7 separate regions of the Mus musculus genome follow, and all the other regions are linked to region 3. Evidence: chromatin contacts called from public ChIA-PET, Hi-C, HiChIP or PLAC-seq and Micro-C data. All regions are on one chromosome and are shown on one strand. Each heading gives the region's core, a stretch centred on a gene start, on an enhancer-like site or on the middle of the called end of the contact. The rest is flanking DNA. Distances are from core to core; before and after follow the strand shown.

Region 1 (3,395 bases), core at 108-2,607, 320 kb after region 3:
GCTGGGGGAAGGGGTAGAAAATAAAAGGTGTCACTTGGCCCAGATCAGGGCAAGCAGTCCCCAAGAACCATATCCTCAGAGGGAGTTTTGCTCAAGTGGCTATTTTGTTCGGGGAGCTCCTTTCTCTCCTTCGTCCCAGCTGTCAGTTCCACAATATGGAGGGTGGCCTGCCTGCTAAGAGGGCCTGGGGGTCCTCACTGCATGCACTATGAGTGGGATAGGCTTTGTGAGTAGAAAGAAAAACAGGAAGGTTCTCCAGACCAGAAGGCTTAACAGGAGTGTCTGATTTAAAACACACGGAGCTCTTTATTACAAGAGGGGGCCCTGGGCAGGCTACTCTCTTCCTAATATAGAAAGGAATTAGGGATAAAGAAGGTTGCTTGAGTTACCCCAGTTTAAGCAGCACTGTGACTGGAAGGAACAGGGACACCCGAGAGAGAGAGAAAGAGAGAGAGAGAGAAAGGCTTCCCTCTCAGGAATTTCTATAATGAACCCATAAACCCAAAGCTAGCAAACAGGAAGCAAAGACCCTGAAGATGAGCTCCCGGTGACGAAGGAGGCGTCTAGTTATACCCCCACACACACCCCTAAGAAAGGGCCGTCTTAGGAATCCAAACGTCGTAGAGGGAAAGTCAGGGGCTGGGGGTGGGGGGGGAGTGCAAGGAAGGCGAAGAACAACGCACATCTCGGGGGGCTGCAGATAAAGGGGGACTGAAAAAGCCCTCGGCTCCGGGGAGGTGCCAAGGGGCCGCCGTAGGCACTGGGGGAGGGAGGGGAGGCGCGGCCAGTGGCCTGGAGTGCCCCGGAGCCCTCGAGTGGGCACCCCCACCCGCCCCACACGCAGTCCGAATTCCCCTCCATGAAGGATACAGCTTGACTACGTCCGTGTCCATCCGCCTCTTGCCGGGACTGGGGGATGACATGGTGTCGCCGCTGCCGCTGCCTCCCCGTCGCCTGCGCCGCCGCCGCCTCTCTCCCCTCCTTGGCCCGTCTGTCACGGGCTCCGGGCCCAGCTCGCAGGGCCCCGCGGCCTCGCCGGCTCCTCGGCCGAGGTGGCAACACCCGCGCGGTCCCGTGGGGTCCGCTCAGCCGCCGCCCCCCGCACGGGGGAACACCGGGCACTGCCCCGCCGAGTGGGGGCGGGGACCGAGGCGCCCGCTCGGGCTGCCCTCCGACTGAGGCTCCGCCGCGGCCCGGGCTGCCGCTGCTCCGCGCCGTGCGCCGCTCCCTCCCGCCTGCGCTAGCTCGTTCGCCTGCCCGCCCGCTCGCTCACGCTCTCGCCAGCTCCCAGCTGCTTCCTCCACAAGCCGACGACTCCAGCTCGGTCGGCCTCTCTACCCTAGCCTCGCTCTAGGCGCCGTGATGTCACCTCTGTGACGTCATCTGAGGGGCGGGGCGCCGGTGGGAGGGGAGGAGCATCGTCGTCGCGGTGTAAGCTTGTCAGGGGAGTTCTGGGAGATGTAGTTCCTCTTTCTCCTGCCATCGTGCATTCCCTCCGCCCCCTCCCCCAACCTCCTCACACACTTCATCGATCAACTGCCAGTGTCGTTACCATCAACATAAACGACGGTAGTAAATAATGGCAGTATGATTACATTCATACTTTATGTACCACCCTCTCAACAGTGCTGCAAAGGCTGTTTGGATATGGAGGAGGCCAAAGTGGCAATTACTCAGACTGGCGTCCAAATCTGGAAATTCCCACACCAGCATGTTCTCTCCACTCTGCTCCCTCTTCAGAGGGAATTGGTTTGCAGGGATTTAGACTACAGTAAGGCTTCCCCAGAGCTTGCAAACAGGGTTCATTTACCCTCTATGCAAACAAGGTCAACAACTCCGGAACTGCAGTAGAAGCAGCAAAGAACAGAAATAATTTGATACTAACATCCTCATTCTACAGAATTTGAGGTAAGTTGAGGTCCTTTTTAAAATCACAAAGGTGACTGATAGAAGCACCCTAAATAAGTTATAATGCAGAACAAAGACACAGTTCTGCCCTCTGAACTCCTATATCAGTTCATGACTCTGAGGATACAGTGTAGATGAAGATGAAATTTACACAGCTCTCCCAGAATGGACCAGAGTGTCAGCATCATTTGAGAACTAGGAAGGAATGCCTCTAGAAGGGCCTTAGGCCTACTCAATTAACATATGCAGTTGAACTAAGTTCTCAGACAGTTCCCTGAACAGTGAAGTCTGAGATATACTGCTCTACAGGGCTCAAAAGTACTGTAAACCTAAGGAGCAACAAGGTAAAAGAGGCAGAATAGTGCCAAGTATCCTCAAAAGCTTTATCTATTGTCTTTTCTCTATGACACACACTTGGACTTTGTCAGGTCAGGTACTGAGGGCTAAATTGAAGATCATTTGCTCCTATCTTTCTACCCTTCAAAATGCCAGCTATTTTTTTTTTTTTAGTTGTAACATACATATAAAATATACAATGTTAACCATATTTAAATATTCAATGCAACAGCAAAAAACCATTAAATATTGTGCAAGTATGACTAGTGCTCATTTCCTGAACCTTTTCATCAATCCAGACAGAAATCATGTGCCCTTAAAAGAATAACCCCTCCTCCCCATCCCACCAGCCCCTGGTAACTTCCACTCTATGTTCTGGGGAGAAAAAAAGACTATCCATTGCTTTCTCCTAGGAGAAATCTGTCAGCAGACGGGTATGAAAAGACTTCTAGCCACCTTTATCTGATCACTTCATTGAAGGAAGAAAACAAAACAAAACAAGATTTGTCTTTCTCACTGTCTGCACCAGACTCCCTAGGGTGTTATTGCCCCTACCAGCTTTCCTAGAGTGGCTCCCCCAGCCTCCTTTGCCTGATTACCTCCCTCCCCTGTGCTAAGACAGTGGTTTTCAAGCTTGGCCCAACACCTCAGAATCACCTGGGGAGCTTGTTAAGCTCACACAGAGTCCAGGAACTGCTGCTGGGAATTCAGAAGGTCTGGGGTGAGGCCTAAATAGCCTTGTCTTTAACAAGTACCCCGGATGTTTCCGATGCTGGCCAAAGTCAGAAAAGCTCTGCCGTCAAGATTCCAAAAGATGTCTCAATTTCGAGACACCTATCTGACTGTTAAGTGCATTTATAAAGTCCTATGCCCAAAAGGCAGGAGCTGTGTGCTCTCTGCTCCTCCACCACACACACAGTGGCACCTAGAGGACCTGTGGTCATTGTCTCTAAAACCACAGCATATATATAGAACAGACAGTCAAGGAAAGGACACTAGAGGAAGAAAGGCCTGGAGTTAGGGCTTAAAAATTCTACATGGTCTTTTCCTCCTCACTGATACAACTGCTGTGAGCAAAAAAACTTGGGAGACTAACCAGAGAAGTGTTTCATAACGGAAACTTGCAGACCACGCTGATGGTGGCAAGCCTG
Region 2 (3,552 bases), core at 383-2,882, 350 kb after region 3:
TAGACTTCTGAGTTTGCGACCTCCCCATGCCCCGGGATCTTGCCTTGTTTCCTGGGTGCTGGGATCATAGGCACACATCACCACGCAAGGCTTAAAGATCTATTATCCAGTAAGAAAGAAAACCAGGACTGCTGGTGTGGCTTAGCGATGACGGTTGCTTAGCATGAAGCCCTCCTAAGCAGCATTACCCAGCACTCAAAGAAAGAGTGAGCAAGGAGGGGAGGAAGGAGGGGGAGAAAGAAGAGCAGTAGACAGATGACTGCCACCAGCTCGTTCAGCATGCCACCCGAGCAGGCCACATCCCTCTCTCTAGCCCCTCGGTTGTGCCGATAGACCAGTGTCAGCTTCCACCATCTCCCCCGCTCCTTGCCCAGGTGGAAGTGATGTGGGGGGAAGCAGATGTGGACGCACACGCACAATGTCCCTTCCAAGAGGGCCTGGCATGTGCTTCTCCATGTTCCTGAGATAAGGGTCTCTGTAGCTGTTTCAGGACCAGGTGAATGAGTGGAAATTTCAAAATAAAAATAAATAAATAAATAAATAAATAAATGAGGAAGACTGACTGCTCGTAAGGGCTCAGGGTTTTTTTTTTGTTGTTGTTGTTTTGTTTTTCGAGACAGGGTTTCTCTGTATAGCCCTGGCTGTCCTGAATCTCACTTTGTAGACCAGGCTGGCCTCGAACTCAGAAATATGCCTGCCTCTGCCTCCCAAGTGCTGGGATTAAAGGTGTGCGCCACCACCGCCCAGCTCAGGGTTTTTATTATAAGGGAGAAAACAGGTAGAGGCAGAGACATCTGGGAGAGTCCAGAGCGACATGACCTTGAGTAGGGCCATGTGTGGAGAGGTGACCTAGAGTGGCAGGCAAAGAACCCACAAAAAAGCCAGCATAGCCAAAATGGCTGGATTATATAGGGAAGGGCAGCCCAGCCTCTGGGCTGGAGAGTTCAGGGTAGAGGACAGGGTATGCTAACCAGGAGGACCTTGTCACCAAGGGATGCTAGGCAGCCAGCATTCACTTATATGTTAACAGGCAACTCAGTCACTCTGTCTCTGGTTTGAGAGCTAACATTCTCCTTCAGGTGTTGTAGGTTGTCTTTCATTGGAAAGCTCGATGCTCTGTCTCTGTGGATGTTCACCAGGATTCCTGGTCAGGCTTCATATGGGGGCCCCCCATTGTTCAGGGGAGAGAAAGCCTGTGCCATCAGTCCACACTTTCCTAAACTTGTTGACATGCTATGACAGGGGCCAGATTCGCATCTACCCTGCTGGTGACTCAGTTACACCGGAGTGAGAGATAATTCTCTTTGGCCCCATTTTTCAGGTGGGCAGACTGAGGCAGAGAATGGGTAGAAGGAGGGAAGGAAGGTGAGAGCTCAGAGCCACTCCCTTCTGAGACTAGGATCCTTATGTTTGCTCCTACTTCAGGGTCTTTGTTGTCTGGAATGCTTTGCTCCCCATTTTGCCTGCCGACTCTTCAACTTCAGTTGGGCAGCAGCCAAAACATCAGTTTCCCAGAGCCTTCCCTCGCCTCACCTCGAGAACACTGGCCCCTTCCAGTCACCACCCCTCATGTTGTCACATCCGCCTGTTTTGGTTCTCGGCAGGACACTCTAGCAGACTCTGCTGGCTGCCTTCCCAGCAGCCATTTCCCCTTCCTCCTGCCCGTACAACTCAGAGTTTGTTTGGGTTTCTCTTCCTAGTCCCACTCATCATGGGAATAAATTCTGATTGGTGTTTGGCAGCCTCTTCACTAGTGGTTGACTCTCTCTCTCCTCTCTTCCTTCCTGAGACAGGGTTTCTCTGTGTAGCCCTTGCTGTCCTGGAACTCCCCCTGTAGACCAGGCTGACCTCAAACTCAGAGATGCACCTGCCTCTGTCTCCTGAGTGCTGGGATGTGTGTGTGTGTGTGTGTCTGTCTGTCTGTCTGTCTCCAACCCTTCCAATCCCCTAGCCCTCCCACCTAGCTCACCTCACCCCCTCCTCGAGGGCATTACTTTCTATAGATTTTTAAATTTTCTAGAAAGGTGATACAGAGCAAGAAACCTTTCTTGTCTTTTAAAATTTTTTTTTTTTTTTTTTGGTTTTTTCGAGACAGGGTTTCTCTGTGTAGCCCTGGCTGTCCTGGAACTCACTCTGTAGACCAGGCTGGCCTCGAACTCAGAAATTCGCCTGCCTCTGCCTCCCAAGGGCTGGGATTAAAGGCATGCGCCACCACGCCCGGCGCCCTTAAAATATTTCTTATTTACTTGTGTGGCATGTGTATGCAGCAGAGACAGCATCAGGCGACAGTCGTTGGGTCTTTCTTGCTCTGTGATGCTTCACCTCTAATCCCAGGCTAGCTGCCTGAACCTTCTTGTGATTCTCCTGGTACTGCCTCCATCTTGCCCAGGGCGGTTCGGTCTACAGACACAAGCCACTTCTGGCTTTTAAATGGGTTCTGGGAATCCAAACTCAGGTTGTAGGCAATGTGTCCAGCATTTTTATGTGATGAGCCATCTCCCCAGCCTGCCCTCTCTTCCCCTTCCATTCCCTTCTGTTCTCCTTCCCTCCACCCCTGCTCTCCCTTCTCCTCTCTCCTCCTCTTCCCTTCCCTCTTATCTCTTCCCTTCCTTCCTTCCTCCCCTCCCCCTTTCTGGGCTCATGTAGTCCACAATGAAGTTTAATTTAATATATAGCTGAGGATTGTCAATGACCTTGAACTTCTAATTCTTCTGCCTCTGACTCCTGTGTGCTGGGATCATAGGTGTGCTACCACCTTTGGTTTATGCTGTGCCCAGGTTGAGTCCAGAGCTCCATGTGTGCTTCATGAGCACTCTACTCCAAGGACAGCCACACCTTAGGTCCTAGGAGCTAGGATTGTGATGTATGAACATTGAAGAGACACAATCACTCCACAAATAGGGTAAGAAAAAAAATACCCTTGTAACTTTAGCCATTTAGTGCATTGTGACTGTCTGTTACTTAGGTTTAAGAACATCAATTAGGCTGGGTAATGGTGGTGCATGCCTTTAATCCCAGCACTTGGGAAGCAGAGGCAGGCAGATTTCTGAGTTCGAGGCCAACCTGGTCTACAGAGTGAGTTCCAGGACAGCCAGGGCTATACAGTACAGAGAAACCTTGTCTCGAAAAACCAAGAAAGAGAGAGAGAGAGAGAGAGAGAGAGAGAGAGAGAGAGAGAAATCATTGACTTAGTTCTATACTCACCTATTAACTGTCTCTCTCATCAAGACATCAACTCCATGAGGGCAGCAATGTCTAGCCTATTCCTTGCCCCAGTGCCTAAGAATAGACACTTACATAAACAGCAGTGCCAGGGGGCCGCCTCTCCTGAGCACCTTCCCTCGCTGATCTTGATTAGAATTTATATTTAAAAAGCAGAATCTGATAATACAAGAAATCCTAGTCCCTGGGTAAATGAGAAGCCAGGTCTTTATTTTGAAGATCTAGAGTCTCTCTCTCTCTCTGTGTGTGTGTGTGTGTGTGTGTGTGTGTGTGTGTGTGTGTGTGTGTGACTATGTTCTAGAGTCTGTTTTATAGAGAGGCACACATTAA
Region 3 (3,364 bases), core at 180-2,679:
GTAGTCAAGAACCCACTTCACCATGGTACCACCATCACAAGTTGTTGATCAGGAAAAAAAAAAAGGAACAAATTTTGAAATGATCCCAGTAGAGATTAACCTTGGAAAGCTGCAAACAAAACAAAGCAAAACAAAACATTGAGATACAGGCAGGGAAAGGGGCTCACTCCCAATCCTTGGATTAGAAGCCAGTCCACAAAGGAGAAAACACAGAGTTTGCCATATCAAGGGATATATAAATCATGATAAAATTGCCAGACAAAACACAGTCTTGTCAGTGAAAACTCCAAAGGACATAAAGACTTGATTTTGAAAGTCATTTCACTAACCAGGCTGGAGAAAAGCTAGCAAAACCTACTATAGCATGTAAGGTCTTTTCAGGATTTTAACCTGCTTCTTGGTTCACCTGCCTCCTGCCCTGGGTTTACCATATCCGGCCCATGATTTGGACTGTTCCTGGTCGTTTGGGTTTTTTTGTTTGTTTTGTTTTGTAACGTTTATTTGTTTTTATTTTTTTGTGTGGTGAGTGTTTTGTCTGCATGTGTATCAGTGCACTGTATAGTGAGCTGCCTGGTGCCTGTGGAGGTCAGAAGAGGGCGCTGGATCCCTGGGACTGGATGGTTGTGAACAGCCCTGTGGGTGCTGAGAGCCCAACCTGGGTCCTCTGCAAAAGCAAGTGCTCTTTACCACTGAGCCAACTCTGCACCTATCACTTTTAACTGTGGCCAGCGCTTGCAATTCATACCCTTCCTCTTTGCTGTGTTCCCATCTTCCTCCTCCAACCTTTTTAGTTCAAGAACCTTGGCTCATATTGGGCACTGAATTCCCATGGCAAGCGGGAGTCAGGCACGCGACAGATATACAATATCCGCTTACTGAATAAAATGGAATGGCAAGTTCTAAAAAAATAAAAAAAATAAAAAAAAAACAATTGGAGTTATGCCCCCAAACGCATTCCCTTTCTGGGAGAAAAGGATGGACTCACAAGGTTAGAAGCTAATCCCACCCATAATGTACGAACCCTGCCCACTTTCCTCTCCTGAGGCCTGTACTAGACTCTTACAGACATTTCTTCTGTTATTCTCACCTCGACCCTCAGAGACCTTATTCTTGTTTATCAGAAGAAGTGAAAGAGTTTCTGAAGATTTCAAGAGACTGATTTAGCTTACACTCTCTCTAGCCTTTCCTTCCCAAAGACAAAACTGCTGATCTTGGCGGCCCGCCCCTTCCCCTCATGCCCCGCCCAATCGCACTGCCGGAGACAAAACTTTGCAACTTTGCTCCCAGTTTGAGTTCTTAATCATCGTCACCTCCGCGTAAACCGAATCGGAACACACAAACTGAGCTCACAAGGGCTCCGCCCAGTGCGGCATGCCCCGCCCCGGTGCCCTAGCAACAAATAAACAGTTCGAGGTTCCGCGGGGTTTGTGCACTCGAAAGCGAGCTGTCCGGGTGCCGCCCCGAGTGGAGTGAGCCGAGCCTTGCTTACCAGCATCTGCGCCTCCGCACACCGCGAAGGCGCCCAATTGGAGGTGCGGCCACGGCCGGGGCAGGCGGCACAACGCCGGTGAGAGCGCTCGCGGAGGCTAGGGAAGCACCAGGATCGGGGCCGGAAGACTGCGACGCCGGGGTGGGGGAGTAGAGGTGGGGGGTATGGGGAAGAAATGTGGGGCCTGAATTTCGAGACTGGGGACTGGTGTCACAATCACCTCAGCTGAGATAGAAATGACCACGGAAATACCCATCTTAAAGTGGGAGGTTCGCAAGCGCTCGCCATAGCCCCAGTAAGCCTTTGAGACCTAGGTCTTTTGTCGTCCCCACCGGTACAGTTCAACCCAGCGTATAGTAGGAGGGCTCATTCTGAGACGGACTTAAGATGGACTTAAGATGACCTGCATCTGATGGACAGCAGCAGCAGATTCAGGCTGTACCCTTTCTGTGAAACTGGTTTTAGTCCCTTGGTTCTGTGGGGTAACTTTTTTCACTCCTAGAAGATGCTTTGGCGTTTGGGAAATAGAGGAAGATCAGCAACGAGGTTTGGATCCCCCCAAACTAAGTACACGCCAATAAGGGACTGTTCAGGCTGCCCTGAGATGTATGGTGGAATTCTTTACATGTAATAAAGTAAGGTTGGCCTTGGGAGGAGGGAGAGGTGTCCACACTGCATCTAACCCCACCCTACCCTAACCCTCCTCCTGCCGGTGCCGTCCTTCCCAGCCTCATTTTTCTTTCTAGAGTGGCTGTGGTTTTGTTGCCCCTGTCCGCAGCCCTCAGGGACACGCTGTTCTCTTCACTGTTGAACTTGCTGCTAAGCATGCACTGGGTAAAGGGGCCTCAACTTCTTGCACAATTATGGTATTACCATCTCTGCTTAAGGAAAAGTCTTCCCCGAACTAGACGGATGTTGCTCTCCTTGCACCTGCCCTATGGCTGCTACTAGTCTTTTTATCTCCTAGAGTAGAAATACCTCCTGGTCCCTCCTGTCCTGTAAGTACCCACAGCCCTTTGCACCACGCTTGAGGTGTCCTGCCTGTCTTGCTTTCCTTTAGCCTGCAGTTTGGGATGTGTTTAGTAAGCCTGCGGTTCTAATGTTTTCTTCTGGAACTAAGTATAGTATTAAGTAAAGGTGCCATCTCCTGACTTGTTTCTCGGCTTCTACTCTACTGCTCTTCTTTTTCCGGATCCAGGAAAATGAAGAATAACTTACAAAGCCCTCGAAACTAACGGCTTCTTCCGGCTCTTTGTATAAATGTCCAGCTTGTTAGTTTACAGAGGCTGAAGGCCAAAGCTGCTCTTCACTTGCTTTCCAGACCTGATCGCCCCTCCCCCTTTCCATCCCACCCTGCCCTACTCCCCATTTGCTTGTGGACAGCCACTCTGATCTTGGTTGGTCCCTTTATCTTTGCATAGCCTCTCCAACCGCAAAGTGTCTGTATTTATTTCTTCAGGTGGCTATGACCAAACACCTGAAACAACAGTTCAAGAGAAGGAGGGCTTATTCGGGGTCACACTCAGGTTTCCGTCTCACGTAGTGGAGAAGGCAGAGCTTAGGGCAGCGGAGAGTCCAACAGGGAAGGTCAGAAAGCAAAGAGGGTAGGGCCAGGTGAGACCCACCCCTAAAGACCTACTTCTGCTACCTAGTTCTACCCCCCTAAAGTCTCCTCAAGGCCCTCTTGGGAATAAACAATCAACATGTGAACCTGTTAGAGACATTTCATATTTGAACCAACACACCCATCTGATTGTAATTCATTATTCATTTAGCAAATGGTTCATCCATTCGGTGTGCCAAATAATAGTTTAGGCTAAGGAATTCAGTGGTAAACTCACAAACCAACCCTCTGGGTTCCTCTCAGTTACTATT
Region 4 (3,526 bases), core at 37-2,536, 480 kb after region 3:
AAACATTGTGTTGGGATGCGGGAGGATAAGCCAAGGGCCACCAAAGTGTTCTTGCCAAGGGAGTTACCAGCTCTCCCAATGCCAGAGGAAGGGTCTCCTTGGTAAGAACTCTCACTGCACCGATAAAGGACCAGACCCTTCCCCAGGTGGGCGGGGCTCCGCGGAGCCGCAGTGCAGCACGATGAAGCCTGTGCCTGGGACGGGAAGCTGCTCTGGAAGCGAGCGCCAAGTCCCCCAGGTGCCACCGCCAGTCACTTGTCCCGGCAAAGCTCCCAGTGTCCACATAGATGCGGAGCCAGGTCAGGATTTTTCGAATGTAAAATGGCCTCGTGCTTCGCGGAGAAGCTGCCCAGGGTGGGTTCTCTGCCGCCCCCTGGCGAGCAGCGCTGGTCCTGGTCGTGGGCACCGCGACTAGCAGCGGCCGGTGCCCACGCTAACTGTGCATCTAGTGGGTACGCAACCGGCTGGGATGCCACCGGGGCACAACCTTGTATTCAGGCTGATAGCACCCGGAGGCAGGGCTTCTACCCAGCAAACCGGTTAGAGGAATCAGGTACTGAGAATAGAGTACTTTAGCTCAAGGCTCAGAGGAGCACAAAGAGCTAGAAAGCTTTTCAGGGACAGCACCCACCACCTCCTGGTGGCTTCTGGAAGGGGAGGAAGCCTACGAAAGAAACCAGAAAAACTGCAGGAGACTTGGAAAGTTAGGGCGAGGAGAGGCGGTGCTCAGAAGGCACTGATATATAATCGCGCTCCAAGGCAGTTAGTTGGGAAATTTTAAGTTCGAGGCTACGACAATGATCTTTTTGGTAAATAGGGTGAGGCCACTTTGGCCAGGGCACTCAAGAGTACATATACAGAGCAAGGCCTGGCCTTCAGCTCCCATCTCTTTATCCTGGGGTGGGGAGCCAACCTGAGCACAGCAGTCACCCTGGGGCAGCACCTCCAGAGGATGCACTGGAGGCCAAACTCTGGCCTTGAGGGAGACAGGTCCACTTGGAATTAGGACGGGGTACCACGGGTGTAGGACCTTCTCCACTAAAGCTTCGCAGGATGAGGATCCTCCCTCCCTCCCTGCCTTCCACAGCCCAGTGTGGCAAGAGGGGCCTAGGGCTGCGGGGGAGAGAACCACTCCAAACCGGAATGATCTGGTTTAAGGCAAGCTGATTCTCCCTCCGCTCTCCCCCGCCCTCCCTTCTCCTCCTGCGACAGGCTGCTTTTTGTCGCAGTCCCCTGACCAAGGTAAACAGGAGGGAGGAAAGAAAGCTCTGTTTCCATGGCAACCTAGAGGGCGGTCGATTTGGCTCTCTCGGAAGTGCTTGTATGAAGGGGAAAAGAGGCCTCACTGGAAAAGCAACAGGGAGGAAAGATCCTAGCCGCGTTCCTGATGGGGGTTATTCTGGAAGGTGATGTGGGCCTGGAGTAGGAGAGGTGAGGGGCCTGGCACCCTCAAGTGAGGTGGCAGATGGAGCCCGGGACCTGGATACTCCAGGGGCTGGATTCACACCAGAAATGCCACCATCAACCTGGGAAGTATCAAACAGGTGCCAGAGCTCTCCGGGCACATGCTTAAACCCTCACGCCTTGCTAGCCCAGTCCAGAAAAGCTTCCATGGCCGCTCGCTCTGCTAAGCCACGGGGATAAGCCCGGCTCAGTCACCAGGATGAGACTCAGGGCCAAAGACAGGTTCTGTCTGAAAGACTCCCCACCCAGTTCTTGGAGAGTGAGCTAAGAGAGCGCTCCTCCCCTGAGAGTAAGGCTCCAGCATCCTTTCTCCTCCAGACTGGCCCAGCTCCTGTGTGGCACCATGAGAAGAACAGAGTAACCCCAGCATGGGTTGATGGGTGTGGGTCACCATCTCCTGAAGGAGGAGGACTGTCCTGTCACTCTTCAGAGGTCAGCTGAAGTCCTCACTAACCAGATAATTACCACACACTGAGACTTTTCTGAGGAGCACCCTGAGAGGGCCAGTAGCCTCTCAGGGTTCCTATCAGCGTCCTCATAAACTCCTTCTGTCCCGGCTTGGGGAAGATAAGGCAGCTTGCCTTGTCTTTAGCTATCATCTGAATAGCCCGGCCAGGAGAAAAAAGACAGAAGCTATGGGTTGGTCTTCTTCTGACCCCAGGGACGCAGCAGTAGAGACAGGGACTATGTGGAATCTGTATGAGGTATCTTGGTTTCCTCAGGCCACACGGTGACTCCTGGCAGTGAGGCTTCCAAGATTTGGAAATCCCAGCTCCGGAGCCTTTCCCTGGAGCCAGTGGAAGCACCTGATCTGTCGGGGGGGGGGGGGCTGGGGGGGGGGGAGATACCTTTCAGACCAGAACAAGGCAACAGATGGACGCGTTTTCCTTGTAAGATGCCCAGAAAGGCCACATCTCAGCTCTTTCCATGGCGTGGGGATTCCAAAGCTACCTGACCTTGGTGTCTTGCCACGATGCTCCCTTTAGTCCAGCCATGGTGCCGCTCCTTGGATGATGAAGTGTGTTGTTGGGGGCCTTGGCACCAGTGGCTCGCTCTTCCTCCTGCGTTTCTGTGGGTCTGTCCTCCATCTCCGGTTCTCTATTCAAATATCATCTCAGTGAGGAAGAGTCAAAGCTAGGGTCCCACTAGGAAGACTCCAAGGCCTTTGCCCTGACCCTTCTACCGGCTCTGTCCCCTTCCCATCTCCCCCATGGTCATAGAGTTTACTGCCTGTTTGTTCCACCATCAGGAGGACAGGAGCTGACTCTATCTTGTTCATTCCATAGTCCTTAGAGCCTGGAACAAAGTAGGTGTTCAATAAACACTTTCAGCTAGCTGGATAGCTAGGGGCCTGGGTTCAGAAGGCGGGGGCCCTCCACCTGTCCTGCAATCTGTAGAGGCCTGTGGTGCCTGCTACCTCCTACAAGCTGCAGAGCAATGTGACACACTTCCAGTGAGGCCCGCAGAGGGATCCAGTGTGTAGCCACTATGTAGGAAAGAAGCGAACAGTAGAAGGGGATGCTGCACTCAGATAGATAGGCTGGGTCACTGCAGCCAGGCTGTAGGAGGCATGGTTGATAACATCTAAAGTAGGATTGGAGTGATTCAAGTCAGCCTGAGGCCCAGGACCCTGCCCGTCGGGCATAGCAGAGGAAGACAACAGCCCAAGCATCTTCTCTCTGCCTCTGCCTTCTGCCTTCTGGGCACTGGGAGGAGCTGCTGGGGGTGGGGAGAAGAGGCACGACTAGAAGGCCTCTTCTAAGACCTCTAAGAACTGCACATCTCTTCTTTCCGACAGGGAGCCTCGGCAGCTGTGACTGGCGTTCTGCATGCCTCTCTGCTTCCTGAGGCTACTCACTTCCTTGCTTGCATGTGGCCACAGTGGCAAGTTCCAACAGTTTCTTCAGTCAACGACCCCTCCCTCCCGACTTTGCAGTTTGAGTCACCTTCAATTTCCTGCCTGCCTGCCCCTTCCCTGATTGACCTGATAAATCCAGGACAGCTTTTATTGCTTTTGGCAAAACATTGCCATTAAGATTTACGGAGCCAAAAGCTGGTACAA
Region 5 (3,312 bases), core at 200-2,699, 420 kb after region 3:
CTAAGGTTGGCCTTGAACTTGTAATGTATCTATCTGAGTGGGGCTGGATTTGAATGCCTGATCTTTCTGCCACCATCCTCGGTTGGGGATTACAAGAGTGTGTCACCATGCTGAGTTTTATACTGTGGCAGGAGACTGTACCTTTGGTGCTAGACAAGTATTTTAAGCAACTGAGCTACCTTCATCCCCAGCTCCATGGGTTTTCTTTTTATCAGATGTCAAACATTTCAATAAACTGTATCATAATGCATAATGGATAAAAATACTTCTTTTCCTACAGAAACTGGGTGTGGAGACAAAAAACCAAAATTTCATGACGACATGAAATTTGCTCACTGAGATCAAAGGAGACTTCTGGTCTCAGCACTTTCTCCTTCTCCACCCCACTCCTTAAAAAAAAAAAAAATCCAACATGTGAGGTTCTCATGTGTGAAACATCAAGGGGGTCAGCAGTCCATCAGATTAGATCTTGAAAGGTTTTGTTTCCCTTGAGAAATTTATGTTTTTTTTCCTTATTTGGAAACAGCAATGTGTATCTGCATTTTCCCACTGTGCACTGCGCCTCCCCAACTTCAAAGCCAAATTTTCGGTTTAATTTTGAAACGATGGGAATTTCTGATATTTACATTTTAAAATCACATCGTCCGTTCCATTTTCTATCGTTAACTGTGTATATTGTAAGACAATTGAGGTGGATTGTTTGTGTGTGTGTGTGTGAGTAAAACATTTACTTGATCGTGTGTCATCTAAGAGAGTATCTTTTTCTATTGTTTTTTTCTTGGCAGGCATACACAAGCCGCGTGTTTAAATAAAGATCTTCACTGATGCCTGAAAGATTTTCTTATTGAAATTTTCACTTGTGTTTCTATGATTACTCTAATATCGAACAGTTTTCGGTATTTGCTAATCGGGTTTAAAGCTGTTTGCTCTTGACGTGGCTTTTGCAGGGGAAGGGTCCCGGCAGTGCCACCGTGAGACAAAACAAATGATGAAAGCCAGGAGTTTTTTAGATTTCATCTGACTCCTCCCCCTGCCCCCACCTCCCGTGAGCCCTTTGTGTGTGGCAACAGTCCGCAGACCGGGGCTCAGTTTGCAGAACTGCAGACAGATGTACCAACACCAAGTACATGCATTGTGTACCTATGATGTTTCTAAATGCAGTGCTTATGGGACAGAATTCCGGAGTATCGACCATGCTGAGGCAGCGACCCTGCTTGGGAGTCTCCTCTGGCGTAGCCTCCCCGCTCGGTCTTCGACTATCTGGTCTGAGCCCCCAGCATCCCGGAGAAGCGGGCGAGCTCCGGGAATCGATGCGCTCTCTGAGCGTCTGCTTACGCCTTTTCTCCCCCCATCTCTTTTAGCTATAGCTATGGTTACCACGTCTCTCCCCGCCTCCCTCCACCTGCCAAGAAAGAGACTGCCCATTGGTCCACTGTCACCAAGGCGGCCAGCCATTGGTTGCTGGAGAGCCCGGCGCTACCCCGGCCCCCGTCTCCCGGGTCTCTTGAGGAGCCCGGGAAGGAGGCTCGGCTCGCGCTGCCGGGGCAGGGGCTTGCCGGGACCGGGCTGCGGCAATCGTTAGCGGGCCATGTCGGCTGCCCAGGGCTGGGACCGGAACCGCCGGCGGGGAGGAGGCGCGGCCGGCGGGGCCAGCGGGGTTAGCGGGGCCGGCGCGGCCGGCGGGGGTCGGGGCACCGGACAGCTCAACCGATTCGTGCAGCTCTCGGGACGGCCGCACCTGCCAGGTGAGTGGTGGGGCCGCTGCCGGCGAGAAGGTGGCGGTCGCCGGGCTCTGCTGCCCCTCGGACACACAGCCGAGGGAGGACAGGGAAGCAGAGCAGCAGGAAGGTGGCGTTGAGGTCAGGAGGGGAACCGGAGCACGCCGAAGAGAAGTCTCGCTGTGTCGACAGCTCGGGGAGGAGAGTTGTATTTTCCTCCCGACCGAGAGGCCGCTGTCTCTTTGACATTCCCAAATGTTTCGCTTGCCCGGTTCTTAATCTTTTCCTCTTCCGCGGATGGATGTTGTGAAAGAAAGACATTGGTGTTTAACTGTGGAAAATTATTTCAAAAGGAGTGCCAAATTAAGGAGAGGAGAGCAATATAGAAGTGATTTTGTTTGAAAGGAAAAAAAAAAAGCCAACCAACTGTGTCAGAGTTGGATATTTTGAAATGGAATGAGCATGTGAAAGTGTGTGTGTGTATGTATGTATGTGTGTGTGTGTTGGCTAGGGAGTATATGGGAAAGAAAATAAAAAAGATTAAGGGAAATGGTTGAATCAGTAATATTTGGGGATGTACAGAGACAGAATGGGTAATGGTGACTAGATTTTAAAAGGGGGAAATGAAGATCATGAATATAAAGAAACGAAAGGATGTGATCCCGGTATCAAAACTGAAAATTGGAAAAATATACCTACTGCTAAAAATTTCATGGTCTTTGAGTTCACATGTTTTAAAAAAAACAAAACAAAGTCATGTAGGTATGTGTGTAAACAGTTGTAAAAAGCGTACGTTTACAAATTTTCAGTCTGTTAAAAGGTAGAGAATTAAATCATGCACAGAATGCTAAATCATTTTATTGGGCAGTCGTGTTTTTTTTTTTTTTTCACCGTGAAGAGAATTGTCAGGAATGATGTACTAGACCTTCGCCATGTTTTTTTGTGTATGTGTGACTAGTGTTAAGTTGATTGTATCAGTGGTATATTTGTTTAGATGTTTTGAGAACCTGATTGTTTCTGAATTGTGTTTACTATTGTGACTTGTTCTTCTAGGTGGTAAAAAAAATCAGTTGATTAATTTAAAGATAACAAAGGGGATTTTACTTATTCAGAGAGATAATTACTAATATTTGTGATATGGTTTTTGATGTGTGCCAGAAATGTTCATTAACCCATTTGTTCATGCCATTAAAATAAAATTGAGACATTTGTAAATAATCAAATATACCATAAATTGGATTTGAATAAACAGTATCAGACTGGTATTCTGGAATTGCTAAATATGTGATGTTTAACAAGAAAAAAGGAGACATTTTTTTTTGTTATCATCAGTTAACAACAAAACCCTAGGTTTTCTGCATTACTAAGCCTAGAAGATAAATCCCTTGGCAAGGACTATTCCCAGTTTGCTCTCTGCCTGCAATCTTTTAAGTCTTTGGTCATAGATTAATTATTACACCATGAACTTCATGTGGGCATTCTCAGGGTCCTGCAACATACTGGTGCAGTTCCTCTCTGCTACCACATGAGGGCAGGGTAAGCCATGATTTCAAATAAGGGTCTGAAGTATGGCGCTATTTCTGCATTCCCTTAG
Region 6 (3,466 bases), core at 40-2,539, 370 kb after region 3:
TCTATGCCTTTTACTTTGACCTGTGAAGTGATTTTTCCAGAGACTCTGGGATCCCAGCATTGTGCTCACCTCGCAGTAGGCATTAGGCCTTCTGGCCTCTGATCTGGGGTGCTCACCTGCCTCAACTGGCTTTCTGAGGGGAAAAGAGGCAGGAAGTGGTGCAGCTGACCAGACTGAGCACAGGGAAGGCGCTCCTGACTCCCTGTGGCCTGCTAGTCCAGATCCAGGCTCAAGTGGCCGCAGGATAGATGACTCAGGTAAGCCGTGCAGGCCAAACAGGCAGTGTCCACAGCCCAGCAGGCCGGGCCTATAATTAGCTTGCCTGTTGTCTTCTTAGCACCATCTCCTAAGGGTGGCCCTGCTGGGCCCTGAGCCAAGGCTGGAGGAGGCTGGCAAGAATGTGGTTATCTCACTTGGTGTTTGGTTGCCCAAGATGCTGCTTCCCGATGCTTCTAAAACTGGGCATCGAGCTGAAGTACCAGCACCTCTGCTGATGGGGGAGAGCCACTGGGCGAGAAGAATCCTTCCCATAGCAAGGATGAGCTAGCGAGACATTCTGGGATGTTTTTGCCTGAGCCCAGTGCCCATTTCTTTTCCTCAGACCCAAAAGTCCCTACAGCCTGGAGACACGGGTGGCCAGGTGTGCAGCTAAGGATTGCTTAGCAACCACGTAACAAACATCAGGTCCCTTAGCTCTTAAGCAGCCCTTTGACATAGACACTGACTACTCCTGCCCCTTTTACATATCAAGAAGCAGAGGCCCCAGGAGCTGGCTCAGAAGACAGACTGATAACAAGGGCATCCAGTATTTGAGTCCAGATGGCCAGATCCCGACTGACTCTGAGCTGGCTTGGCCACAACCTGTGTGCCGTCTTGGCTGTCACTCCCCACTCTGACCTTGGCTGAATGCAGGGAGTCAGGCCATAGTCTTTGCAACTTTGTGTCTGGTTCTACCGCTGGACAGGTATGGAAAGGGCACTGGGTGGAAGGCCCTCCCTTCCCTGGCCCTGGACAGCCATGTTTACTTCTGGTTGGGAAGTGTGGCTTCATAGGCACCTGACTGACCTGACGGGGTGGTAATGAACTCATGACCTGTACCACTGACTCACGGGCCAAAGCTGCTTCCCCACTCCATTCCTCAGTTTCCCCGGTGGATCAAGGGGCAGTAATGACCTCTTTGTGTTCCGTGCCGCCATGAATCGGGGTCAGTGAGCATCAGTCACACACCCTGGAATGCTCACAAGGAAAGGGTCATCTGCCGGGCCCGAGCTGCACGGTTGCCCGTGATGACATTGCTCTGGCCCTTGGCCCTGTGGCCACGTCCTCCAGGTTTTGTTACTGGCTTAACTCTGTGGGCTGGGTTTGGAGTGACTCAGCCTGAGTGTTGGTGACACCTTGGGAGGACTGGCGTCAGTGCAGCCATGTGGAGCAAGGTGGCTGCCAGTGGCTCGTCTCCTCTTGTGGCTTTCTCTTCTGGCTTCCCAGTCAGTCTGGTCTTTAGGCATTTCTGCACGCCTCTAATGGTGGATACAATGTCTCTAATGCTGGATACAAGGGATTAGCCCTGAACTTTAAGGAGAGCATCCTCAGGAGTGCCTTTAATCCCAGCACTCGAGAGGCAGAGGCAGGAGGATTTCTGAGTTTGAGGCCAGCCTGATCTACAGAGTGAGTTCCAGGACAGCCAGGGCTATACAGAGAAACCCTGTCTCAAAAAAAAAAAAAAAAAAAAAAAAAAAAAAAAAAAGGAGAGCATCCTCCACTTCTCTGGATCTTCACTAAATACATTCTCTTTCCTCTTCTCTGGGCACCCACCTCCATGCTGTCCATTTTCCTATCACTGGACTGGTCTGTGCTACAAAGCAGGCAGCCCCAACTTCCAGTCTACACTGACTTAGACAAGACAAAGCCAGATGCTGTGGCGAGGCTGGCGAGGTGGTGTCTGCCTTCCATAAGAGCGCTAGGGAGGCACATGGAGGTGGGTCTCTGTGTCTGAGGCCAATCTAGTCTAAATAGAGCAGAGGTTCTCAACTTGTGGGTTGCAACCCAACGTGGGAGGGGTTGTCAAGTGACCCTTTCACAGGGGTCACATAAGGCCACCGGAAAACTGGTATTTACATTACCATTCCTAAGTGTAGCAAAATTAATTAGTCATGTAAAAAGAAAAAAAAAATCACGAGAAACTGTATTAAAAGGGCCACAGCATTAAGAAGGTTAAGAACCACTGACAAAATTTCCAGACCAGACAAGGCTACAAAGTGAGACATTTTCTAAGACAAAACAAAACAAAACAAATCAAAACACCCGAAAAATGATGCAGAAATGAGGGTGAACCATTTGGAAAGGAGAGTTGTCGCCCAGGGCCTGTCCCCCAGTGATTGGTGGCGGTGGGTCCGTGGTTGTTTGAAAGGCAAGCTGGAGTTTAATGTGAAGCACTGGCGGCACCTAATGGCTCTAGTGGGTACTGCTAGTATTACAGCTTGACACTATAGCTAACCTGACCTTGAGTCTGGACTAAATACCTAAGTTTTTGGAAAGTGGGCAGATGCTATGGCTCTCATAAAGGGGAAGTTTTCTAAGTTTTCTAGCCATTTACTACCTCATACGTCACATTTTCCTGGATGTCTAGTTACCTACAGAACACAGATCACTCTAGTTACACACGTTTTTGACCCACATTAGATAAAGAGCAACTTAAAAACTCTGAGTATCATTCCACTATATGAATAAACTACATTACAATAATAGTCCTGGGCTGGGGAGATGGATCAGCGGGTAAGAGCACTGACTGCTCTTCTGAAGGTCCCGAGTTCAAATCCCAGCAACCACATGGTGGCTCACAACCACCCATAATGAGATCTGGCATGTCTGAAGTCAGCTACAGTGTACCTATGTATAATAATAATAAATAAATCTTTGAAAAAAAAACAATAATAGTCCTTTGATTTTTTTTTTGAGGCAATGTTTTTCTTGTTTTGTTTTGTAAGACAGGGTCTCAGTATGTGGGCCATCCTGGAACTATGTAGGACAGACTGGCCTCAGTACACACAGCTTCACCTGATTCTACCTCCTGAAAGGTGACATTAAATGCGCCCGCCACTGTGAATGACTACACTATTTTTTAGATCTATTTTCTGCATATGGGTGTGTGTTCTGCATGTATGTTGATGTGCCACGTGCATACTTGGTGTGAGAGATGACCAGAGGGTGTCAGGTTCTCTAGAACCAGGGTTATGGATCATGTGGGTGGGGAAAACTGAACTTGGGTCCATTTTAAGATCAAGATATGCTTTTAACCTCTGAGCCATTTCCCTGGCCCTTACAATAATCATTTCAATAATTTAAATGATAGTCTCCCAAGCTATACTCTGTAATCAATTACCAGATGTTTAGGTTATCTTCAATTTATTTCAAGTAGAAATATATAAACATTGTCATGCATATGTCTTGTCTTTTGTGGAACCTTGGC
Region 7 (3,287 bases), core at 383-2,882, 380 kb before region 3:
GCTTCCACACCCAGCAAAATTTTATTTGTCTTCCCACAATATAAACAAGAACTTGAGTGTCACATTTACATGCAACCATCAGAGTTAAAGTGGCAAATATTTTTTTTTAATTATGTACTTGCAACCTAGGGGCTTATTTAAGAAGATACAGCACCATTAAACATCAGTTATGAGTTAAACAGAAAAGGGAGAGCAAGCATTTCATGTTTGTGAGTATAAAATGAAATAATGAATAAAGGGTGAAGAGAGAGAGAGAGAGCTAGAGATGTAGGCAGGACTGGATCCCCAGCACCAAACACAAGGAAAAGAAAAAGAAAGTAGGTACTTAGTCTGTTAAGAGGCTCCTTAGTTTTCAAAGAATTTCACAGTTCATAGACTAAAACCTAAACACTGTCAGCAAAATCACAAGCTATTAAAATTCATAAAAAATAAAAACATAGCAAAGGTGAGTGTGAAAAATCATGGAAGAAAATACAAAGTGTGAGTCAAAAAATGAAAAAACATGAGCCCAAAAATTTAACATGTGGAAATACGATAGATACAACACACACTCCACCACATGCTCACAAAAATATGGACTAATTAATATAGCTATGATAGCCATCTTACAAATAAAAACGTACAGGCAGAAGAAATACAGTAGGAATCTGATATAAAACAAAAGAACTACAAAGATTTCCTGAAACCATAACTAATTTTTCTTTATATTACGTTGCACTCCAATGAGAGGAGAAAATTTGTACGAACACGAATCTAGAAGCCTGAGAAATTTCGAGAATAACACGAATGAAAATCGGCAAGGGACACTGAGGGGTGAGTAAGGCTGCCAAAGGGAAGGTATTGCCAGATGCAACTCTTGAATACGGAAGGTGTACCAAAAGCACTTAAAGGAGAGCCAGACCACAAGCGAGACGTACAGAACTACAAAACGGATTCCACAGACGAGGGAAAGGGCCCGTTCGTGACCAATCAGTTGCCACTGGTTTCCGAAAGGCAGCACATCTGTGGCTGCTCAGCCCCACCCCGCGGCACCAGCTCCTTCGGAAAGAGGATCTCCCACTGCCAAGCGCTCCACTCAAGCGGAGAACCATCCCATCCCACTCGGCCCTGGTCCCGCGCGGCTCAGAACGGACTCTCCCCGAACCTCACCGAACGCTGCAGCTCCCCAAGCCAAAACGAGGCGCGCTCCTTTCCGCTGGGATCCGGGTCGTGGTAAAGCGCTTGCACCGCCTGGTACACGAGCTGCAAGGTTGGCTTGGCTCCCTCCATGCTGGCGGGAGCGGCGGCGATGACAGCAAAGAGCCCGATACTCCTCCCTAGGCTTCCGCTTGCTCTGCCTTCAAGCGTCCTCACTGTCTCGGCCACAGCCGCTCCCTGACTGGCGCCATCTCCTCCTTTCTGGCCGTTACCAGGGAAGGGGGGTTCCTCGTGGAAGTTGCCCCCTCGGAAACAGCGGAGAGGTCGCTTTCAGGTTCCTGCCTCCTTTTTGTCTTGTCTTCCCGCCAGAATCGCAGACTCTCGAGTCCGGACACGGGTTCTGGCTTCTGCACCTCCCGCCTTGCTCGCAGAGGCCTACCTCCGCATGACACGAACCACGCAGCGAGCCGAAGCAGGGCTTCCCCGGGCCGGAAGTGGCCGTCCGTAGACTTTGGCACACTTCCGCCTGGTGCACCACAAACTGCCTCCTTCCCGGCACGCCTCCTCTTGTTTCCCCCGCCTCCTCCCGGAAGTGACCCTGCCGGACTAGGAGAACCAAGGGGAAGTAGGCACAAGGTAGTCAGTCTCCTAGGTGCGTAAGTCTTTATTTGAGCTTCAAGTCTGGCTACTCTTAACGTTCCTGACCAAATCTTATCTCGTCAGCAAGGAATCCAAAGTCTTTCCTCCCGGTTCCTACTTCTTCACCCGTCTCCAAGGAGTGTTTAAGAAACATCAGTTCAGCCGGGCGTGGTGGCGCACGCCTTTAATCCCAGCACTCGGGAGGCAGAGGCAGGCGGATTTTTGAGTTCGAGGCCAGCCTGGTCTACAGAGTTCCAGAACAGCCAGGGCTACACAGAGAAACCCTGTCTCAAAAAAAAAAAAAAAAAGAAAGAAAGAGAGAGAGAGAGAGAGAAAGAAAGAAAGGAAGAGAGCCTGTAATCTCAGCTCTTGGAAGTTAGCCACAACACCATCAGGAGGAATTCAAGACCAGCCTCTAATACGTGGAACTCTGTCTCTTTAAAAAAAAAAACCAAAAAAAAAAAAAAAAAAAACAGCCAAGCGGTGATGGCAGACAGGTTTAATCCCAGCACTCTGGAGTCAGAGGCAGGCCTAACTCTTGAGTTTGGACCAGCCTAGTCTACAGAGCAAGTTCCTGGACAGCCAGGAATACACAAAGAGACCTTGTCTCAGAAAATAATTAACAAATAAATAAATAAATGACAAACAAAATCAACTGTCTAGCAATCCTCAGTTAACATGCCAGTTTCCCAATATTGCTGCTTCACTAAAAATAACTGTTAGTATCTAATGAAGGCTGACCATGTGTAATGTAATGTAATGTAGTGAAAGATTAACAACCTTCCAAAATAAGTCCTTTTTTAATGAAATAGTTTTGGTTTGCTTATTTGTTTGTTTGTTTGTTTGTTTGTTTCGAGACAGGGTTTCTCTGTGTAGAGGGCCCTGGCTGTTCTGGAACTCACTCTGTAGACCAGGCTGGCCTCGAACTCAGAAATCCGACTGCCTCTGCCTCCCGAGTGCTGGGATTAAAGGCGTGCGCCACCACGCCCAGCTCTAATGAAATAGTTTTAAAGACTTATTTTTATGTGTATGAGTGTTTTGCCTACATATTTATGCATGTGCAACTTGGTCCTGGAGGAGTTACCGTGTGAGCTGCTATATAGATCCTGAGAATTGAGTGTGGGTTCTCTACAAGATCAGTGAGTGTGTCAACTCTCCAGCTCCTAAACCTCATTTTAAAAGATGAGAATTTAAAGCTGTTCATGCTGGACCATATTTATAATCCCAGCACTTGGGAGGCAGAGACAGGAGGGTTGCTGCATATTTGAGGCCAGCCTGGGGTTCTTTGTGTGGTTCTGGTTGTCCAGAAACTCTGCCTTCTGGGTTCTGGGATTAAAGGCATGTACCTCCACTGCCCAACTAGTCACAAGAATTCTTTTTTTTTTTTTTTTTTTTGTGGTTTTTCGAGACAAGGTTTCTCTGTGTAGCCCTGGCTGTCCTGGGACACACTCTGTAGACCAAGGTGGCCTTGAACTCAGAAATCTGCCTACCTCTGCCTCCCAAGTGCTGGG

What was found. Hi-C and Micro-C count contacts between places; a contact is called where the count stands out from the background. ChIA-PET counts read pairs in DNA pulled down with a chosen protein or histone mark. HiChIP or PLAC-seq counts read pairs in DNA pulled down with a chosen protein or histone mark.
Region 1: a Micro-C map of embryonic stem cells shows a contact between it and region 3, with 2.2 times the contacts expected there. The contact joins the promoter of Ube2h here to the promoter of Smkr-ps in region 3. A contact is called at or near these places in 1 of 39 promoter capture datasets (stem cell-derived epiblast-like cells), 3 of 484 Hi-C or Micro-C datasets (embryonic stem cells and regulatory T cells) and 5 of 115 datasets of contacts at active chromatin or transcription factors (embryonic stem cells, epiblast stem cells, memory CD8 T cells and 1 more).
Region 2: a contact with region 3 is called in an H3K4me3 HiChIP or PLAC-seq map of bone marrow-derived macrophages, with 4 times the contacts expected there. The contact joins the enhancer-like site here to the promoter of Smkr-ps in region 3. A contact is called at or near these places in 1 of 484 Hi-C or Micro-C datasets (embryonic stem cells), 5 of 115 datasets of contacts at active chromatin or transcription factors (bone marrow-derived macrophages, effector CD8 T cells, embryonic midbrain and 2 more) and 1 of 9 other capture datasets (embryonic stem cells).
Region 4: a contact with region 3 is called in a Micro-C map of embryonic stem cells, with 1.8 times the contacts expected there. The contact joins the promoter of 1700012C14Rik here to the promoter of Smkr-ps in region 3. A contact is called at or near these places in 1 of 39 promoter capture datasets (pre-B cells), 1 of 484 Hi-C or Micro-C datasets (embryonic stem cells) and 1 of 115 datasets of contacts at active chromatin or transcription factors (bone marrow-derived macrophages).
Region 5: a contact with region 3 is called in an RNA polymerase II ChIA-PET map of memory CD8 T cells, with 8 read pairs. The contact joins the promoter of Klhdc10 here to the promoter of Smkr-ps in region 3. A contact is called at or near these places in 2 of 115 datasets of contacts at active chromatin or transcription factors (memory CD8 T cells and thymic regulatory T cells) and 1 of 9 other capture datasets (liver).
Region 6: a contact with region 3 is called in a Hi-C map of Th1 cells, with 6 times the contacts expected there. The contact joins the enhancer-like site here to the promoter of Smkr-ps in region 3. A contact is called at or near these places in 2 of 39 promoter capture datasets (both in embryonic stem cells), 3 of 15 datasets of contacts at CTCF or cohesin (large pre-B cells, pro-B cells and stem cell-derived epiblast-like cells), 26 of 484 Hi-C or Micro-C datasets (B cells, the C10 cell line, CD4 T cells and 9 more), 12 of 115 datasets of contacts at active chromatin or transcription factors (DN3 thymocytes, bone marrow-derived dendritic cells, bone marrow-derived macrophages and 6 more) and 1 of 9 other capture datasets (embryonic stem cells).
Region 7: an RNA polymerase II ChIA-PET map of memory CD8 T cells shows a contact between it and region 3, with 5 read pairs. The contact joins the promoter of Tnpo3 here to the promoter of Smkr-ps in region 3. A contact is called at or near these places in 1 of 115 datasets of contacts at active chromatin or transcription factors (memory CD8 T cells) and 1 of 9 other capture datasets (adipose tissue).

The regions. Positions count from the first base shown.
Region 1 is chr6:30,303,182-30,306,576 of GRCm38.p6, forward strand. It overlaps Ube2h (ubiquitin-conjugating enzyme E2H), which reads right to left and starts at 1,358. Exons shown (of 7, transcript NM_009459.3): 1 at 871-1,358. The coding sequence starts at 923. 1700095J07Rik (RIKEN cDNA 1700095J07 gene) reads left to right here and starts at 1,434. Exons shown (of 2, transcript NR_166056.1): 1 at 1,434-1,908.
Region 2 is chr6:30,335,414-30,338,965 of GRCm38.p6, forward strand. No RefSeq gene overlaps it. Among named protein-coding and RNA genes, the nearest start is that of 1700095J07Rik, 33 kb to the left of the region's middle. Within about 2 kb of position 1,633, at least 156 of the 459 cell types and tissues checked have an H3K27ac peak or open chromatin away from gene starts, as enhancers often do. A contact at or near this core is called in bone marrow-derived macrophages, effector CD8 T cells and memory CD8 T cells, where this site is marked.
Region 3 is chr6:29,983,900-29,987,263 of GRCm38.p6, forward strand. Smkr-ps (smal lysine rich protein 1, pseudogene) reads left to right here and starts at 1,430. Exons shown (of 2, transcript NR_040264.1): 1 at 1,430-1,567.
Region 4 is chr6:30,459,699-30,463,224 of GRCm38.p6, forward strand. 1700012C14Rik (RIKEN cDNA 1700012C14 gene) reads left to right here and starts at 1,287. Exons shown (of 2, transcript NR_131049.1): 1 at 1,287-1,431; 2 at 3,263-3,526.
Region 5 is chr6:30,400,406-30,403,717 of GRCm38.p6, forward strand. Klhdc10 (kelch domain containing 10) reads left to right here and starts at 1,450. Exons shown (of 10, transcript NM_029742.3): 1 at 1,450-1,745. The coding sequence starts at 1,589.
Region 6 is chr6:30,355,537-30,359,002 of GRCm38.p6, forward strand. No RefSeq gene overlaps it. Among named protein-coding and RNA genes, the nearest start is that of Zc3hc1, 34 kb to the right of the region's middle. Within about 2 kb of position 1,290, at least 82 of the 459 cell types and tissues checked have an H3K27ac peak or open chromatin away from gene starts, as enhancers often do. A contact at or near this core is called in B cells, the HL-1 cell line, Th1 cells and 7 more, where this site is marked.
Region 7 is chr6:29,608,217-29,611,503 of GRCm38.p6, forward strand. It overlaps Tnpo3 (transportin 3), which reads right to left and starts at 1,633. Exons shown (of 23, transcript NM_177296.5): 1 at 1,150-1,633. The coding sequence starts at 1,269.